2 separate regions of the Sus scrofa genome follow, and region 1 is linked to region 2. A link is a contact called in public HiChIP or PLAC-seq data. All regions are on one chromosome and are shown on one strand. The core of a region is the stretch at or near the end of the contact, and the rest is flanking DNA. Distances in the headings are between cores, read along the strand shown.

What was found. HiChIP or PLAC-seq counts read pairs in DNA pulled down with a chosen protein or histone mark.
Region 1: a contact with region 2 is called in an H3K27ac HiChIP or PLAC-seq map of alveolar macrophages. The contact joins the promoter of TMEM64 here to the promoter of OTUD6B in region 2. A contact is called at or near these places in 2 of 5 promoter capture datasets (fetal liver and liver), 8 of 47 Hi-C or Micro-C datasets (embryonic fibroblasts, heart right ventricle, liver and 3 more) and 2 of 2 datasets of contacts at active chromatin or transcription factors (alveolar macrophages and skeletal muscle).

What each region holds. Positions count from the first base shown.
Region 1 is chr4:46,338,589-46,344,054 of Sscrofa11.1, reverse strand. TMEM64 (transmembrane protein 64) reads right to left here and starts at 3,646. Exons shown (of 3, transcript XM_021089135.1): 1 at 2,601-3,646. The coding sequence starts at 3,407.
Region 2 is chr4:45,789,808-45,795,878 of Sscrofa11.1, reverse strand. It overlaps OTUD6B (OTU domain-containing protein 6B), which reads left to right and starts at 2,609. Exons shown (of 8, transcript XM_003125574.4): 1 at 2,609-2,704; 2 at 2,706-2,799; 3 at 3,348-3,499. The coding sequence starts at 2,624. LOC100516731 (a long non-coding RNA gene) reads right to left here and starts at 2,442. Exons shown (of 3, transcript XR_115866.4): 1 at 2,224-2,442; 2 at 1-2,110.

The sequences.
Region 1 (5,466 bases), core at 2,397-4,896, 550 kb before region 2:
TCTCATTCACATGTTTAATTATGTTTGAGATTATTTTTGTTCTTTTTTTTTTTTTTTTTTTGGCTTTTTGGCTTTTTGCCTTTTCTAGGGCAGCTCCCGCAGCACATGGAGGTTCCCGGGCTAGGAGTCTGTCTAATTGGAGCTGTAGCCACTGGCTTACGTCACAGTCACAGCAACGTGGGATCCAAGCTGTGTCTTCGACCTACACCACAGCTCACGGCAACACCAGATCCCTAACCCACTGAGCAAGGCCAGGGATCAAACCCGCAACCTCATGGTTCCTAGTCAGATTCGTTAACCACTGAGCCACGACGGGAACTCCTGTTTGGAATTATTTTTAAAAACCTATTTTAATGTTAATAAATAAACGTATAATGAATCTACATTACACACCCAGGACTACACTAGGTTCTAAATATACAATGACGAAACAGATCCATGGTTTGAGACCATCTTCAAATCATAGTGCAAAGTTTGACTACCATTTATTTAGTACCTAGGTGACCCTAGGTAATAACATCAGGTAAGATGACAAAAGTCAACATGTATTTGTTAATCTAGGCTCAGTTGTATGTATTTATTTTATGTAATCATCTCAATAATTTTACGAAGTAGATACCATTACTTTTCCTATTTTGCAAATAAGAAAATGAGGAGTTCCCGTCGTGGCCAAGTGGAAACGAATCCATGAGGTTGGAGGTTCGATCCCTGGCCTCACTCAGTGGATTAAGGATCCAGCATTGCCGCAGGCGAGGCTCAGATCTGGAGTTGTGGCTGTGGTGTAGGCTGGTGGCTGTAGCTCTGATTAGTCCCCTAGCCTGGGAAACTCCATATGCTATGGGTGCGGCCCTAAAAAGACAAAAAGACAAAAAAAAAAGAAAGAAAGAAAGAAAATGAAGCACAGAGAGGATAAGCAACCTGACCAAGGTCAACAGATTCTCTGGGGACAGCAGAATTCCAGACCACTAGCACTGTGTTCCAGACTATTAGACAACAGTGTATAATATATTCATAATCATCTTCTGCCACATTAGTTTAAAGATTAGAAATAATATGTGATAAGAGCCTAGGACAGTAGGCACATAATAGGTGCATAAGAAAATACACAAGGAAATAAACTATACCGGAGAGAGAAGCAAACTAAAGAATGAAACTTTCAGGTTTCTTAGTTCCAATACTCTTTCAATGCCTTAGGATACTTAATTGGGTCAAAGCAGATGTTTATAGGAGGTTGTGAAAAGGTGAAAATTTAAGGCAGAGAACAAACAAAACTACCTGTGAACACCAAACTTTATCTGTACAGAAAACTCCTTATCTATTTCCAAGCCTCCACAAGCCTCACTCTACAGTCATTTTTGCTGTTGGCTAGAATCAACATGAAATTTGCAAAAGCCATTTAAAAGAAAAGAATAAAAAAGGAAAGATCTTAATTTCATCACAGACAGGTAGGTTGAGTAGAACTCTTGATACAAAACAAAATGGGAAAAGTTTCTAGAGACTAACAATTTACTTTTGAAACAACACAAAATGAGAAAGTTTCCAGAGACTAGTATTTTTGAAACAAAACAAGGTGTCAGAATCACTAACACAATAAAAAATACATTGATTCCTATTGTTTTGAGTGCTAAATCTCTTCACTTCTTACAGAGTTTTCTTTAGGTGCAGCTAAAGGGTGAGTTGCTGGGAATCTCTAAAAGAACTCTTTGTACTTTGGAACCATTGAATTTGAGGAACTCAGTAACTAGTTCAACCTCTTAACCTTAGAAAAGAGGAGAGCAAAAAAGAGGGCAAATAGAGTTAATAATTTGTTCTTAAGACACTAAGTTTTAAATACTGGATTCCTTTCTTCCAATGGGGATGATTTCCTCACTAGCAATGTTTCTATTCTTCAATCACCTTGCAATGACATGTACATTACCCAGAAAAATCTAAATTGGATAAGCAGAACATATGCATATAAGGCAAAAAACAGTGTAAGAGGTGTGTGAAAAGAAAAAAATATATTCTCACTGGGAAAAAGGTTATCTGTCCTATTTTGTTTCAAAATTAAGTTCCTCCAAAGAAAGATAAACAGGAGACTTTCCCCCAATATACTGTATTAAAACAAAATTTTTAAAAAAGGCCTATTAAAAATTTTAGTAAATTCCAAAACATGGAGTCTGTAATCACACCTTACATGGTTTAAAGACTTTCTTCAGCCTTCTATTGTTAAAAACTTGAGTCAAAGCCCTTGGAGGCATTTAAGCAGGTTGAGAGAGAAAGCTAGGGATGTGATGCCTTTACTCCCTGACAGCTGACAAATGTTTAAAGCGGATATTTCCATTCACCAATCCCCATAGTTTTTTAACCCTTCATTTTTAATCAAACTCATATGCCAAAGAGGAGTCGTTTTTTCTCTACCAAATCTCCCACTGAAGGCCTGACTTAAATTTGCATTATTTGTTTGAGAGTTCTCAAGGTACGACAGAAAGTAATTTTAACTCCTGTTGTCAATGTGACTTCCCTGCTGGCATTCATCGGATGGAGCGCCCTCCCAGGGCCGTCACAAAATCCTTCAAATACAAACTTGGAGAGAGCTGGACCAGCGGGATACCACTTACCGAGAACACTGCATTCTGAAGCCCAAAAGGTATGGGAGTCAGTCTGGCCAGTGCCACCACTTTCAGCCCGCTTCCTCCCTCCACGACGCGAATAACTGCACTCAACTTCTCGCTGCTCTGGATCCTAGCGGCCACCCAGGCGGTGAGCAGCCTCTTGCAGACCACATGGGCGATAAAGGTGCCGATGAGGACGCCCACCACCATCAGTCCCATTCCCAGCACGAAGCCGTACAGGTAGCCCGCGGCCACGTTGAGCACGATGTAGCCCCAGCCGCAGGGGAACGAGACCACGATGAAACCCACGACGAAGAGAAGGACTCCAAGCAGCGAATCGAGGGTCTCTACCCAGAGCAGAAGGTGCTGCAGGTAGCGGCGGACCAGGGCCAGGGAAGCGAAGCACAGCGCGGCCAGCACGCAGACCAGCACCAGGCTCCGGCACCAACAGGTGCTGCCGAGGCAGCAGCAGCGCCAGTTTCTCACCTCAGCCACGCCGACCACCACGCCGCCCCCGCTGCCACTCCCGGGGCTGCCAGCCAAGGCCCCGCCCGGCGCCGGCAGCTCTGAAGCCGCAGGCTGACCGTGGCGCTCCAGACAGGCGCCGAGCAGGGCCCCGGAGGCCGCCGCCGCCGCTACTGCCGCCGCCGCCGCACTCGCCCCGCCTCCACGGGGGAGGCTGTCAGCTGAGTTGTCCCTGCTCGCCGCCAGCTGCTGGGCCCAGCGGGGCGGCAGTTCGGCGTGGCCCGGAAGAGTGGCGTGCTGCAGGAGCCGGGGCAGCGTCTGGAGAAGGCTCCCTCCGGGGCTCCACATGCCTCGGCCCAGCACAGACCCTCAGCCGGCCAGCCTCTCTGCCTCCGATCCCGTGAGGCGGCGGCCCTTCATGGCGCCCCACACGCCCGGCTTCGCCTCCCTGCGTTCACCTAGGTGGCAGGAGAGGGTCTTGGAAAGAGGCGAGGATTCGGTGGCGGAGGTATGTTTCCACGGAGAATGAGGCAACCCGGTACCCCTCACCAGCCGAGCCCTCCTCTTTTTGGCCACAAGGGGCGTGGGCCTCAGCGCGCGGGGGTGAGGCCTGGCGCGAGCTAGGTCTAGCCCCGCCTCCGTGACGCAAGCCCCGCCCCCGTGACGCATGGCCTCGCCTGGAGGAGGAGGTGAAGAGGAGGGGTTGGTGACTGCCTGAGAAGGGTCGTGGGCCTGAGGGGAGAGGCTAGAAGGGTATGGAGGGGGCCGCAGTGAGGTGGAGGGTCCGGTGACCCGAGTGGAGCCTGAGAAGTTCCCGGCCTTCCTTGTTGAAGCGCCTTTTTGCCTTCGGACTTAGTCCGCCAGCTGTTAGGATCTTTTCCCAAGAGGTATTGGTCCTTCCTGCAGTAACCTCTGATCGACAGCTCCTTTGGTGGCACTAGAGGAGGAGTTCTTGATCTGCTTTAAAAATTTTCTAGTTGCTTACCTTCGTAGATAGTGAAGCCTCCTTGCAGGTTTCAGGTTGTCCTTTGGTCCTTAAGGAACTGAAGGAATCAAGTACAAAGGCTGAACTTTAACAGAATTCCCCTTCTGATCTCAGAGATTCTTTATTAAGCTGCTGACTCTTGGACTAGGAACTTCTTAAAAAGATTCAAGGAAGGACATTATTCAGGGTTCACAATCTCAGAGGGCTCCTTCTCAAACTCCTTTGCTGGTTTATTTTCTTCCTTTCGTGCCACTAAGGTTAATGTTCCCCAGATCCTCTTCTTCCTGTTTAGAGGTCTTAGCCCTTATCCAAGCCCACAGCTGATAACCTCCAAGTCTAGTCTCTTTGCCTGTCTTTGCCTGTCTGTCCCTCTCATTCCAACCTGTGGATACATCCAGGTGGAATTCCTGTAGCCACCTCAAACTCAGGATAACTTGGTAGAAAGATATCAACTTAGGCTTGCAAAGGAGATTTAATAACTGTATAACTGGTCAAGTCATTAATTCCTGAAATTCAGTGTTTGTTTTCAAATTCCAAAATGAAGGTAATACCACAACTCTACCACATAAAACTGTTGTGAAGATTAAATAAAATAATAAAGATGCTTGGCACTATGCTTGGAATCAGTATTCAGCTATGTGAAGGTATCCATAATTAAAATGTATTATTCGTCATAGACCTACACTTTCTTTTGAGTTTCTTACTTCAGCAGATAAACTTCCAGCCATATACTGGCCAAATAACAGACCAGGACACTGTGAGTCCTTACAGATTAGGTGCCTGCTTTCTCTTTCATGCCATTCATTTCAGTTGTGTTGGTTGGCTGAGTCACATAAAGTCTCTCAAAGGTGTCAAGCACAGGTTGCTTCCTTCACCTCCTTTTTTGATTTCTGTGGTTCAAAGAGAGGAGAGCTCCATTATTTAGCTAAAGTTTTACTTCCTCTGTGGAAGCTTCTAACACTTTCTCATTTCCACCACACCAAACTTGGTGTTTCCATTCCATTTCCACTCTGCTTTCTACATTATCACATTTGTCTACTGTGCTGAATTTTTTTGTTTACATCACTGTTTCCCTCTTTAGACTGAATTTCTTCAAGGTGGGCCCATTACCTATTTAATCTAAGAAGCAGTAAACACTTTAAATGTTTGTGGAATGAATAAATCCCAGTTTATAGGGGAAGGTAAGAAAGCAAGAAAGCCAGACAGGAGGGTAACAGAATTGTCTGGGCAAGAACCCATGAAGGACTAAAGTAGCAGAATAGTCATAGAGTTAGTAGGATGGGAATAAATTAGAAGTCTATAGGCTCGATAACTGATTAGATGTTAGAAGAGAGAGAGGAGGAGTCAAAGATAGTACCTGGGTTTTCTATTTGAGGTAGTGGATAGATAATGAAGCCACTGACCAAAGGAAAGAATTTGAAA
Region 2 (6,071 bases), core at 1,360-3,859:
ACCACAGCTCACACCACACACAGCTCACGGCAATGCTGAGCAAGGCCAGGGATCGAATCTGCGTCCTCATGGATGCTAGTCAGATTCATTTCTGCTGAGCCGTGATGAGAACTCCATCATTTACTTGATTAATAAGTATGAACTCAGAGTCCAATAACGTGTACATCATTAAAACACTCACATCAAAGTACTGAACATTTGTTTTACATATGAATGCCATTTATTTACCACATAAAGCTTCTTAAATATCACAAGAACTTATATTTTATAAGCTTGAGTTCTAATAAAAATATTGCTCCCTACATCCATTTCTATGACTTATAGTTTCCATTGTCTTTAAACTCTTTTATCCTTTGTTTTATACTAATGTATCCAGGGTTAGAGATTGATTTTTGATCCAATTTTAATCTTTTTGGTAGGAATATTTAACCAGTTTATGAGTGAAATAACTTAGCTATATTCCTGTGTCAATCTAATTTCAATGCTTTAATGCTGTTTTTCACCACCTCCTCTCCAATCCAAAAAACTGGAATGTTTTCTATTTTTATTTGTTATCTCATTTTCAAATTTACTAGAATGAGCTACTACATGAAGCAATAGGTACTGATTTTCTGTAGGCAAGATGTATATAAAACAAGGTTTTAAACTACTACCGCCCCCCAACCAGTGATATGGGAATTTTTTTTACACTACCAATATTACATTACAGACAAATTTGCTATTCCCCCCACCCTCGGTATTTAAAAATAGGGAATAGCAAATTTGATTGACAGGTTTTCCTATTTTGTCAGATTAACATTTGATATACCGTTATTCTACAGGTTCTGTCCACAGTGACAAAGTCCTGTTATCTACTTGTTTAGCTTAGGAACATGGATATCTTTATCTATATTATAATGCTAAAAATAAAACTATTCATTAAATGTTTGGCATGCCTTTTCACAATTTAAAAGGACCTAAACTGAAATTTTAGACAGGATTTACAAATTTATTTTTGCATTTCGTTTTGTAACTCTATGTAACAATTTGACTTTAATGCTGTTTAACTAGTTTAATATTTACCGGTAACTTTCTCATACAATTGCTTCCTCGAGGCATTTTAATTCATGTTGTTAGCTAAATATCATTTAGCAACTTTGTCAAGGATTGTACTTGAAAGATGCAATTTCTTATTTTTTAGGCCTGCACCCAGGGAATATGGATAGGAGCTGCAGCCTGCACCCCAGCTCAGGGCAACACTGGCTACTTAATCCACTGAGTGGGGCCAGGGATCAAACAGCATTCTTGGGGATACGCCTTACTTGATGGGTTCTTGCCTTACTTGATGAGCCACAAGGGGAACTTCAAAAGATACATTTTCTTTACCCCTTCATGTCTTCCAGCTGCCTTGGTACAGAAATGATAACTTGGCAGAGTATATAATACTTGTTTCAAAATTATTTTTCCTTAAAACTCTGAAGACATTGTTCCATTGTTTTCTGGCACTTAAGACTTGCAAGTGAAAAATGTGAAGTCAGCCTGACTTTCACCCATGTAAAGAAACTTGCTTTCTCTGGATACTTGTAGAAGTTTTTCTTTATCCCTTCAAATTAAAAATATCACCAGGATATGTCAGGGTGTTGCTTTCATTAAATTTTAATGATACCCTGTTAATTTTTCCATTTGCAGATCTGGTTCCTTCTTCAACTCTGTAGATTTTTCTACGATTAGTTCCTTAATTATAGTTTCAGCTTCATTTGATTTGTCCTGTTTCAGGTATTCCTATTATGCCAAGATTGTACCTCCTGGACAGGCCCTCTAGGTGTCTCTTCGCTTTACTTGATTTCTTTTCTTTTTTTCTGCATGCTGTAAAAATTTCTCGTTTGGCTTAACTTAAGTAAATCGATCTCCTGCCCCATCAGGCTTGCACATTTCCGTTATCTCAATTCCCTGATACTTTTCAAACGCTCTGACAATAGCTTCTTTATCACTGAGATTAGGTCTTTAAACTCCTGTGTTCTATGATACTTAGTCCTTATTATCTCTTCTGTTTCCATCGCTACAGGCGTTTCAAGAGGCGGCATTTTCTCAATTACTTAGCTGTTTTTCTTCGGAACTGCGGTATTATAACCTTGAAAATAATAAACAGAACTTAATTCCCTACTGTTTGATTTACGCAGCACAAAGATCCTCATTCATACTTATTAAAAGTTTCACTGAAATTTTTTTATTTTTCCTTCTTACCTTTTGAAAAGAACTTCCTAGTAATGGAACCAAAAACGAAGATTAAAGGACACGGTCCGAGGTACCCAACAAAACAAAAAGAACATCCAAAATGGTTTCTACAACGTCATCTTTGCGCGCTTCACGGCCTGGTCAGCAGACGCAACAGTAGCTTTACTGCCAAAAGCGCTCTAGCGACGGGGTCAACTGCAGGCTGCAAACTTCAGTCGGTTAAGCCACACCCCCACAAACCGTTGCGCTCCACCCCCGCCGCCCCGCCCCGCCCCGCCCCGCCCCGTCCCATCAGAGCGCGTCACGCGGGGGTGCGCATGCTTAGTACGCCATTCTTCCTCCTCGCTCCTAAGGCTCGGCTCAGATCCGGTACCGCCTTGAAGGCGGGGCTGGGTCCCAGCTGCGGCCAATGGCGCCGAAGGTGAGGGTTGAAGGGTGGAAGGTGCTCTGTAGCTGGTCGTGCTGGTTTCTTCCCGCGCGTGTGCTGGGCTTACCTGGTCGTCATGGAGGCAGTCTTGACCGAGGAGCTTGATGAGGAGGAGCAGCTGGTGAGAAGGCATCGCAAAGAGAAGAAGGAGTTGCAAGGTGACGGGGAATGGGAACCTAGAAGACGCCAGGGCCCAGGGAAGGGCGCGTGGCGGGCCAGTTCCGGAGCTGGATCTTCCGAGGCTTCTCCAGAGTAACCAGTAACTTCTTCCCTCCCGCCTCCCCTGGGTCCCATAATCCCCCAGATCTTCGGAAGCTGCTTCTTAAGTCCGCTACCGTCCTGGTGCGGGTGCCTGGAAACACCTGGAAACTACGAACTTGGACACAGGGCCCTCTCCCAGCTCCATTTCCTATTCCTTCCCTAGTTCCTCAGAAGGGATGCTTGAAAGATTTAAAAACTTGAGTCTTTTTTTTTTTCTTTTTACTCCTACCACACCAAACTGACGGTTGTGTTACTAGATTTTATTTGGGGTTGGGGGGGCAGTCCATATTTTTCTGGGCTCTTCTCTGTAACTATTATGTAATTACTCTTCTTGCTATTATAATTACTTCTAAACCCTCCTCTCTTACCATCCTCTTATTGTTACTATTTCTTGTTTCTTCTGAATCCCTGGGTTTTTGATCTAATGATTTTCGTGGCTTTCCAGCCAAAATTCAGAGTATGAAGAATGTTGTTCCCAAGAATGACAAAAAGAGGAGGAAGCAACTCACTGAAGATGTTGCTAAGTTAGAAGCAGAAATGGAACAGAAACATAGAAAGGAACTGGAGCAATTGAAGCTGACTTCTAAGGAGAGTAAAGTATGTGAAGTAATGTTCCTTTTTTGTCTACAGCATTTGATAGCAATTGTGCACTTCTCTTAAACCGTTTACTTATATATAAATCACAAAATTGGAGGGAAAGAAATCTCTCGCATCACCTTTCTGATATTTTTCTGACCAGATTTACATGAGTGTGTTTTTTAAGGGAGGACAGCAAAGAAAGTCCACTTCTTTAACTGTTCACTTGCCCCAAAGATGAACAGATTGATAAGATGGACTAGAGGAAGCTTCACCAAATGGAGGTTGGAAGACCAGTCTTCTAGACTTGACATTAAATAGGATTGTAACCTGGGCAATTGGTTATTGGATTGTAAGCTGCTTAACTTTCTTGAGCATAAATTTCTTCACATTCATATGATATAAATATTACTGATTTTTTTTTTTAAGCAACCTCTCCTTTTAAGGAGGAGAGGTTGCAGATGTGGCTTGGATCAGGTGTTAACTGTGGCTGTGGTGTAGGCCAGCAGCTGCAGCTCCAGTTCTACCTCTAGCCTGGGAACTTCCATATGCTCCAAGAGAAGTAGTAAAAAAAAAAAGTTCTTTATTAACAATTTGTAATGAATGGAAATGTATTGACGTTTCTTGGTTAAATTGGAGTCTGTTAACTATCATCATTTTAGCTAATATTTATTTCATCACCGTAGCCATGCACAATGTATTGTCTGCAATACACTTTAACGTGTTACATGTGTTATCTCATATAATTCCCACAGTAACACACTATGAAGTATTACCTTTGAAGTAAGTGTAGATAACCCCCTTTTTCAAATGGGAGACAGACTCAGATTAAAACCTTTGTTCTGATTTTATAACAGCTATTAAGTACCAAAGCCAGAGTTCAAAATCAGAACAGTCTTACTCCAGAAAGTGAATACTGAATTGTTACCATCTTATCTGGTTTATTGCATGGGTTTTAGATATCAAAGATCCTAGACCTCATAACCTCACTCCTGTTTTTGATAGAAAGTTCCTATGTACATGCAACATTTTATCTACCATAAATAAATTTTATTTTATTTCATTCCATTCATTTTTGATCTGCTCCTAACAGGGAAAACAGCTTATCTGTATTGATTTACAGTGGTTGTTATAATAAATATAGTCTTATTTTCTTAAATTTTTAGGCAGTCATCAAGATCCTGGCCTTCAGTGCCTATAACATATTCTCTTTCCAAGTAACAAGGCATAATGCTTCAGGTGTTTGTGTTGTCACAATCAGCGTATTCCTAATTGTCTCCCTATCTTTTCTAATGGTGAGATAGTTTTGTTGCTTTCTCAGGCCTTTCAAACTTGAGATTTATCTCCTAGGTTTCTAAGGACAAAAAAAATATTTGATAAGCTACATATTGTTCAAATGTTAAGATACAAACTGTCATTTTGTTTTGAACTATTATCTTTTTTTTTTTTTTTAACTGAAACCCCTGAAAGTTACCTGAATTCTTTTGTCATTGCTTTCTCTTTATTTTCAGATGCTTTTTTGTATTTTGCCTGTTGTCATTATGGCCATTTGTAAATGTTAGCAAATTCCTCTGAAAAATCTAGGAATCCTAATTTCCCTAAAGTTGATAAGCACTCTTTGAAGCCTTAATCTGATTTTGATATTTTGATCATTTGGGCCATAACCTTGGAGACTCTTGTTATTAGAGGCCTTAATATGTATCATGTATGTGTCATGCTAAAAACTAGTTTAACTTATAGTTGCAGTATTAAAATACCAGCTGCTAATCCTGTTATAAGTCTAGTATCTTTTTTCTAGAGCAAACACATAATGGTTATGTGATGATTAAGATTCATTGTAATAATGATAATTATTTTACACTTACAGGGTTTTTGTTTTTTTTTTTTTTTTTTTTTTTTGTGCCACACCTGCAGCATATGGAGGTTCCCAGGCTGGGGTCAAATTGGAGCTACAGCTGCCGGCCTACACCACAGCCACAGCAGTGCAGGATCCGAGCCACATCTGCAGTCTACACCACAGCTCACAGCAATGCCAGCTCCTTAACTCACTAGGCAAGACCAGGGATTGAACACACAACTTCATGGCTCCTGTTCGGATTTGTTTCTGCTGCACCACGACGGGAACTCCTATACTTATAGTTTTTCAGTAGATGGGAAAGGATAGAAGAAACTCAGTTTGTTACTAGGGTCATGAAGCAGTGCTCATCGGGTTCCAGCTAATGAGGATGGAGAAAGGTCTTTGCCACCATTTTTGAGGTTATGAAGATAGTAATGAACTGAGTCAGCACGTTTAGAGAATGGAAGTTGGAGTGGTGAATGACTTAGCATTTATAGGAAATATTTAGATGAATGCAGTAGGCATTCTAAGAAGGAAGGAAACCATGTAGGAATCTTTGAAGAACCATAAGGAAAGGTCTTGGGAATCTGACAGATTCTCCCTTAAAAATAGAGGAGACAAAGCTATGACATTTAGTATTGGTGCTATTCAAATTTGAATTGTGAGATGACACATATTTGTGACTTTCAATAATAATTTAATGATTAACACTTTGAATAATAACTTTAAAGTATTTTTATTTAACTTGTTAATGTT